Regions from separate parts of the Anas platyrhynchos genome. Here region 2 is linked to region 1. A link is a contact called in public Hi-C data. All regions are on one chromosome and are shown on one strand. Each heading gives the region's core, a stretch centred on a gene start, on an enhancer-like site or on the middle of the called end of the contact. The rest is flanking DNA. Distances are from core to core; before and after follow the strand shown.

Region 1 (4,199 bases), core at 933-3,432:
TCAATTAGTGTACGCTTGCAAAAGAATAAATAAATTATGGAATGCTTAGTTGATGGTATTGTGGAGGTCCCTCAGCAAGCTCCTGAAGAAGGAGCAGGATAACCATACTGCTCTGGAATTGTGCTTAGTAAGTAAATGTCTTAAGTTGGCCGTGTCCACATGCCAATACAGCTGTACTGTTCTTACAACCCAAGAAACAAACTTCATATAGAGCTGTGCTGCACTAACTGATATATTTTTTTATTTTTTACCAGTGGACAACTACTGTTGTCTGTTGCAAAGCAATCAAAGCCTGACTCTTGGACTGTGTAAAGCACAGACACCCAAAAGATAAAGTCATGAAATTACAGCTTTGTAAAAGAAAGACAAGTTTACTCAGTGTTTGTATCAACAATGCATTTCTGTAAGATAGCTAAGTCCTTGAACTGCATTTAGTTGAATTAAATAGTATGTCATACATCCCCTGTTCTTGCAGACACTTCTAGGTACCTGAATACCGTAAGCATTTATGTGTTGGGCTACGTGGATCTGTGTGGCATCATGTGTTATGGTAGTTTTGTTAGTCCTTATTTAATCTTGAATTGGAATTTAAACAAAGTTGTAAGAATGTTGTAGAATAGGAACATGGTGGTGACTGTAGCTGAATAGTGTATGAGTTTATTCTTTAATTAAGTCACAGATAAAGCTTTTTTCTCATTTTCTCTTCTTTAATAGGCACAGTATTCCCATCATGTAATACAAGAAATTCTCAGACACCTTGATGTTTGCAAAAGGGATTCACCACGAGTTCGTGCTGGCATTATTCAGGTTCTTTTGGAAGCAGTTGCAATAGCAGCTAAAGGATCAATAGGTAAGTCTTACTAAAATAATGGCATCAGCCAGAGGATAGATTTGAGGGATGGTGTTTGTTTCTGCTTTGTTTTCAGACTAATAAAAAGATGCATTTTGGAGAAGGCTTTGTGTATGTTAGATTTTTCCTCTGTGTGCTGATAAAACTTGCTTGAAATCTTACTCCATTTATAATTAATTAAATGTTCTTGGTCTTTTGACTGCTAATGGATATATAATCCTTTGCATAAAAAAAAAAAGTAGATTTATTTTTACAGCCTTGAGAAAGACAGGAATTTCTTCTTGATAAGAAGTCGCAAAGTCTTGAGGGAACTCTGTGTGTCTACAAGAAGTCAAGAGAACTGCTGCTTTGCGATACAGCTGATATAAGAGGACCAGTAACAAAGGAATTGAGAGTAGAATGATCTTGCGGGATTTTACCTTAGTAAATATGAAGCAGCTAAAATAAGGTGGATTACATAATTTAAGGTAGTATAGTTCCATAAAATTAGAGTATTTTTTCAGATCTGTACACATGTGTACTTCTCTGCTGTTGTTTTTCTCCAGTCTTGAGCTGAAACATCATTGCTTTAGTTCATTAACTTGTGTCTGAGGTAGACTCACAAGTACAAGACCCACTTAAACACAGAAATGAAACTTGTGAAGGCTTTTATCATATTATGAGAAGAGCTTGTTATTTGATCCAATAAATGGAACTGGAGTTTAATAACTGAAATTCAGGGGCAAGCTCATACAGTTTAACCCATTCAGCAGCCACATACCATTTCTATGTAGAATTTCTGGTGATTTGATTCCAACCAATAGTGAAACACCCACACAGCCACTTGCTCAGATCCCTCTTCCACAGGACAGGGAGGAAATAACAGGAAGGTGAGAAGTCTCATAGATCAAGATAGCAACAGTTTATAAGTGAAGCAAAAACTGAATGCACAGGCAAAGCAAAGGAATTTATTCATTATTTCCCATCTGCGGGCAGATGTTTAGCAAGTCTCTGGAAGCAGGGCCTCAGCATGCATAACATAAGTTATGTGGGAAGACAGCTAGCATACCAGCAAATGTCACTCCCATTCCTTCTTCTCTCCTTGAGATTTTCTGGCTGAGCTCGAGATTGTATGGTGTGGAATACCCATACCAAAGGGGTAATTTTGGTCAGTTTGTGTTGGCTGTATGGGTTGTATCTCCTCTCAGGTTTTTTTTTTGCATACCCACAGCCTACTCACTGTTGAGACAGAGTGGGAAAAAGAAAAAGCTTTGGTGCTGTGAAAGTACCATTGACCAGTAGCCAAAACACTGATGTGCTATCAACACTGTTTGAGTCAGAAATCCAACGCACGGCACCACATGGGCTGCTATGAAGAAAACTAACTCCATCCCAGCCGGACCCCATACAACTTGATAGTAATGGGTTGTGCACATGCACGTGATTGCGTTTCCTGATTCTGAAGTAACTTCTAAAATACCAGGATGTAGGCACACTTCAAAAGCTTATCTCTAGGCAGTATCCTTCAAACAGTGAATTTCGCTTGTTCTATGGTTAATCTTATTTCTCCTGAAAAAAAGACAAACTCAAAAGGCTAGTTTTCATTTTCTTAAGGCATCTTTCCCTTGATGAGTGCAATTGTGTGTTGTTTCCAGGTCCAGCAGTTCTGGAGGTTTTTAATACCTTACTGAAGCACTTGCGCATCAGTGTTGACTTTGAATTGGGCGATAGGCGCAGTTCAGCAGGAAGTGCCACTTTCAGCACAGCCTCCAAGGAGAGTGATGAGAGGATTGTCCAGAATGCTATTATTCAAACAATTGGTGAGTAATGAGGGTATCACAGGCTCACTTTTTAAGTTCTTCCTCCCACCCTTTTCTCAGCGAGGAGGTACTAAAACAGACCTTGAATTGGAAAGGAATAAAGGTGAGTGGTATCTCTGTATTTGTGTTAAATCACAGGCTCACTTTACAGAATTGTCTTCTGAAAGACTGTTCTTATATAATATTAACTGATCAGGCAGCCAGGAAGCTCAAAGAAAATTAAAATGCTGGTGGAATTGCAGTAAATGCGTTAGTTCCATTATTATGTATCCATTGAAATATAGACATCATTCTGTACCTTTGGTACAGCTCTAATACTAGTCTGTTCATGAAAATAAGCTGGCAAGTTGTATGAAGTAATGCAGTTTTGGAGGTACTACTTGAAAGCTTGTAGAAACCAGTGTTAAAACACAGCAAGAGTGACATCCAGTGGCCAGTTGTGTTACCATGACTTAACTGTAGTACTTCTGTCATGGAATCATGGAATGCCTTAGGTTGGGGAGAAACCCTTTTATGCACAGCACTCAAAATGATAGCAAGTGTCTGTAAACGATTTCATAAAAATAGGCTCCCTCATTTTTTTCAGATTTTTCTCTGTTTAACGATATATATTGCAGTGAACTTATGATGTCTGTTTGCAGTGCCCTTTGCATTCCTCCTCCTTCTTTAAGTATCTTAAATTCTATTCCCTAGGCTGTATCTTTGCTCATTCCTTCCAGCTTTCTGGAGTAGTAGAAAATATGTAGTAGACTGTTTCTCACTATTACAATAAAATTCAAAGTTAGTTTAAATATATATTGTCTCTCCAATTCTATCACAGTTGCATTTACACTATCTCATAGTGATAATCTCAAAGTAAAATAGTTATAAACCTCTGAGATCTGTTAGCAAACCCATGCTATTTAATGGTGTCATAAGAACAGACTAAAGTAGTAACACTGTGTTCCACAAGAAACACTTACAATTCCTCATTAGTTACAGGTAAGGGTTGACAACTTCTCAATGATACATTTAAGAGGATGATATTAGAAAATATTAAAATTCAAAGAAGAAACTGTCATGAAAAGACTCTATATGCCATTAAGTAGAAGCGAACATGTGAATATTCTGCCGTAAAACAAATCACAGTTTATTTCGAAAGATAGACCCAGATAGAATAAACTTCGTATTCATCTATTTTGACTTTATAAATGAATTCCTTATATAAATAAGTTTTATCTTTTAAAGAGGCCCTATATTTCTTTTTTTTTGGTCTGTAAATTCAGCCTTTTTTTTTTTTTTTTTTTTTTTTTTTTTTTTTTTTTTTTAGGATTTTTTGGAAGCAATCTCCCAGATTACCAGAGGTCAGAGATCATGATGTTCATTATGGGAAAAGTACCAGTTTTTGGGTCAACTTCGCAGTCACTGGATACAAGTCACCTTGGGTTTGTATGAATTCCTATATTTTTGAATTTCTAATTAAAAACATAAATTTTAGAATGCTGAATAAGAAGTAGGGGGCAAAAAAAAAAGAAAATTGAAATGAAAATTCTCACTTATTGGGGGCTACA
Region 2 (4,104 bases), core at 1,554-4,053, 73 kb before region 1:
AGCTGCAGTCTCACCAGGCCCAAGTACAGAGAGACAATCACTTCCCTAGTCCTGCTGGCCACACTGTTCCTGATACAAGCCAGGATGCTGATTGCCATCTTGGCCACCTAAGCACACTGCTGGCTTATATTCATCTATTGACCATGTGTCATGTCCAGCTATGGACCCCCAGGTCCTTTTCCACTGGAGAGCTTTACATCCCGTAGCATTGCATGAGGTTATTGTAGCCCAAGTGCAAGACCTGGCACTTAGCCTTGCTGAATCTCATGCAGTTGGTCTCAGTCCATAAATCCAGCCTATCCAGATCCCTCTGTAGAGCCTTCCTCCCTCTGAAAATGCTGTGGGAAACAGTGACAAAAGTCTAGATAGTAACATCCAAAGCCTTTCCCTCATCCACTAAGTGCATCACCTTGTCATACAAGATTGAGATAGTCAGCAGGCCCTGTCTTTCATGAATCCATGCTGACTTGACAGGCTACTAGAAGATGCTAAGCAGTTCTTGCTTCCATCCATTTGTCAAATAAAACAAAGATTATAGTTAGGGTTATAGACATGGGTGTATCTTAAAAAAGTGAAGCCAACTTACTGAAGTAAAAATAGCAAGCTCTTATGCTATCATCTTCCCTTGCAAATCATTGTTCTTGTATTTGCTTCAAAGGATAATGTGGAAAAAACAGAATCAAAAAATGATCATGTCTATTAGGAAGGATTAAGCTACTGCTTCAATTCAAGAAACAATTTTTCAGATCAGATTTTTAACAAAACACTCGTTCTTCCTTCAGCTGATCCCATCTTTTAAGCTATGAAGTCTCTTTTTTTCATTGGAAAATTTCATGTTTCTGTGGGGGAGTTTTGCTTGCATAAGGACCGTACATCTTCAATTTACTTTTAATTTTTTATGTTGTCTTTATGATTAATTATTTATATTCACTTTTTAGAAACTTTCAAGTCGGAGATTACTAATTTAATGAATCTTTTCTTCTCTAGATCCTGTTGATAGTGTGTTGTTATGCAGCTCGATACATTGCTTAATGAAGCTACATTTTTTCATTCTAATTAGCTACCATATTTTTAGGAGCCTACAAAATAAAAATGATAAACTGATTTATTTTTCTTAGACAACGATCAAAAGTTCAGTATGTATATTCTAAACTGCTGTTTGCCTTTAAAGCATAAATCAGCTTGTGTTCTTTTTATTTTATTATCCGCACAATACTTTAATGTGATGGGTAACACACAAATTACTTTGAATTTCTGCAGTGTCGTATGTTTTGGTAGTAGAATAAAATTCTGATTATTACATAAATTTCATGCTAACTGAAAGCATGCATTTACATCTTCCCCACGGCAGCCACTGTATTGAAAGAGAATGCTATCTTACTCTTTTTCCTAAATGGAAGTCACCACAGAACTCAGTACTCTCAAAAAACATTTGCTGATGGGAATTTCTCAGAAAAATAATGTTATTATGAGGAACTAGTCAGCCTGCAGATTGATTAGTTTAAACATCAGGTCCTCAAAGGTTCTGAATTCAAGTTTCTTTATGAAAGAAATCAATCATACATGAATCATTTTTCTGCTAAATCTGAAAATTTTGGATCATTTATAGATACTGCTTCATCACTGTTTTTTCTTTAAAAACTTTGTCCAAGTTGGCTAACAAATTTGAAAGTATGTTATTTATAATTGTAAGTGTCTGAATTGTCATCGTTCCACATTTTTTAACTGTTTAGCTAGCAACAGACTTTAAGGGCTCTCTAACAAAGTCTCCTATTTACTGATAGGAGTTCTAACTCCTTTAATGCCTGGTGAGGAAAAGAACAGCCCAAAACAAGGCTTGAGTTTTATACTGAAATAGTGAAACTTATGGCAAAATAAATAAAATAAGTTGCTGCACAGCCTATTAACAAATCATACAAAAATAAAGTGGCCTAATACTAAATTAATTTATCAGAATGACTTTATATTGTATTGGGATTAGTGGCAAGGTTGTTTTAGTAGTGGTTTGCTGCAGGGGTGGTCTCTGTGAGAAGAATCCAGAAACTGCCCCATGTTAGATAAGGGCCAGTTTCAGCCGGCTCCAAAGGGCTGCTGCTGTCCTTATCTCAACCCTTGAGACCTTTCCATCATATTTTCTCCCCCTTTCTCTTTGATGAGGAGGAGTGAGAGAGCAGTTGTGGTGGAGCTCAGCTGCCCAGCTGAGTGAAACCACCACAATTATGTAAGAAAATACCATTCCACATAAGGCTGCTACCCAGGGTACTTTTTGACGTTAGCAGATCAAATCTAAGAGATTCCTACCCCTGCTACATCTGTGTTCTTCTTAAAACACCTACATGTGGGTATTTGCCTTGAAGTGGGGGTCTGGTCCCTCAGTACAGGAACCTACTGAGTTGCCCAAGCCCAGGTCGATGTAAAATGGGTTGTTACACATGGAGGACTGGCTGGAAAATCAGTGGTACGACTGGGAGGAGGGAGGAGAGGAGCTCTGCACAGATCACCATGCAGAAAACAATCCCATCGAGAGGTGGTGCTGTACGTTCAGTTTAGACTGAAACTTTGTTTTATTTGACACTCAGTGCTGGTTAGGAAAAGAGTGCGAAGCAAGTGCTATCCATGTACAACACAGTTGTTAGAATCAACACACTGAGTTCTTTATAAGAGCATTACAACACTTTGTGCCAAACTGATGCTCAAAATACTCTTTGGCAAAATTCATATCCACTCTATGGAGAGATTCGTGCAGTATAAAGTAGACATCAACTGACTTGTACATTATATCATTTGTGGTGAGATGACTGATCTCCTCTCCATGCAGTCTCCTTTATTACAAAATAACCCGGCCGCCCCTTCCTCCTCACCCATGGCCCTGCTCCAGCAGGGGCCCTGCCCCGGGCTGCAGCCCTTCAGGAACACCCTGCTCCCGCGGGGGCTCCCCACGGCCGCAGCTCCCTCAGGAAATGTCCCCCTGCTGCGGCGTGGGCCCTCCCTGGGCTGCAGGGTGGAGATCTGCTCTAGCGGAGGCTCTGCAGGGCTGCCGGGGAATCCCTGCTGCCTGTGGGCCTGGAGCCCCTCCTGCCCTCCTCCTCTTGGGGCCTGGGCCCTCTGCTGCTTCTCCCTCGCCCTGGGCCTCCTCCTCGGCCTGTGCCCACTCTGCCCTTTCAGAAATCTGTTTTCCCCAGGCACCACCAGCTTGGTGCTGGGCTCAGCTGGGCCCTGCCATGGGGCTGTTGGAGCCACCAGAGAGGCCCTGCAGCCCCCCAGCAGCACCTGGGCATGGGCACATAGTGCAGTACTGTATGTACTTCTCCCACCTTCCCTGCACAAATGCAAATATGCTCTTAATTATTCAGGTTGTTCAACACTTAGGTCAAATCCTAGGAGTCTGAGAAACTTGAACTCCCACTGCTGCCCCTAGCGGGAGGCATTACTAAATATAGAACTTGCCAAGTGGAAACTAATGAACAAGATGGTTTCTTCACCCCCCTTCATCTTAATCAGATATTGAGAATCAAGATTGACTTCCCAACATGTATAAATTTAAACAGAAAAGACTGCAAATCATCTACAAAAAGAAGCTGACTTAACACGCCCTTGATTTAGTATCATATGAAATATTTTCAGATGAGATTAACCTCCTAAAGAACATGTGTGTAACATTTTTCTTCTGTGCCTACTTTAAGATTAGTGTCTACTTTGGACATTTATAAACGTGATTATGATTTCTTTGGTACACTATTTCAAAAAGTATTTTAATTGGTTTATGGAAGTATTCCATTAAAGGCAAAATGAAACAGAATGCATTGCAGTGTCTAATTTGTGCTATGAAATATGTTTTCTGTACCTTGTAATGTGCTTGCTTCACAATATGTGCTGTTTCTGGAAAAATTAGTTGTTTTGCTATATTAATTAATCCAGTTTGAGCTGCCACAATTAATATGCAAATTCTCCTAGGCATCAAGATAAATGCTCAGAACCAAGTTGTAAGAAGCAAAATTCCTTCATTTGCGTAGCAGGCTGACCTTGGCTGGCTGACAAACACACCCAGCCGCTCTCTCCCTCCCCTGTCCTGCTGAGGGGGCTGAATCCAGTCTGCAAAAGGAA

What was found. Hi-C and Micro-C count contacts between places; a contact is called where the count stands out from the background.
Region 2: a Hi-C map of F1 follicle shows a contact between it and region 1, with 3 times the contacts expected there. The contact joins two enhancer-like sites. A contact is called at or near these places in 7 of 8 Hi-C or Micro-C datasets (F1 follicle, F5 follicle, liver and 3 more).

What each region holds. Positions count from the first base shown.
Region 1 is chr2:8,652,739-8,656,937 of IASCAAS_PekinDuck_T2T, reverse strand. It overlaps EFR3A (EFR3 homolog A), which reads left to right. Exons shown (of 26, transcript XM_072034304.1): 11 at 715-850; 12 at 2,485-2,649; 13 at 3,959-4,073. Among named protein-coding and RNA genes, the nearest start is that of OC90, 52 kb to the right of the region's middle. Within about 2 kb of position 2,182, at least 2 of the 8 cell types and tissues checked have an H3K27ac peak or open chromatin away from gene starts, as enhancers often do. A contact at or near this core is called in F1 follicle, where this site is marked.
Region 2 is chr2:8,726,395-8,730,498 of IASCAAS_PekinDuck_T2T, reverse strand. No RefSeq gene overlaps it. Among named protein-coding and RNA genes, the nearest start is that of EFR3A, 19 kb to the right of the region's middle. Within about 2 kb of position 2,803, at least 4 of the 8 cell types and tissues checked have an H3K27ac peak or open chromatin away from gene starts, as enhancers often do. A contact at or near this core is called in F1 follicle, where this site is marked.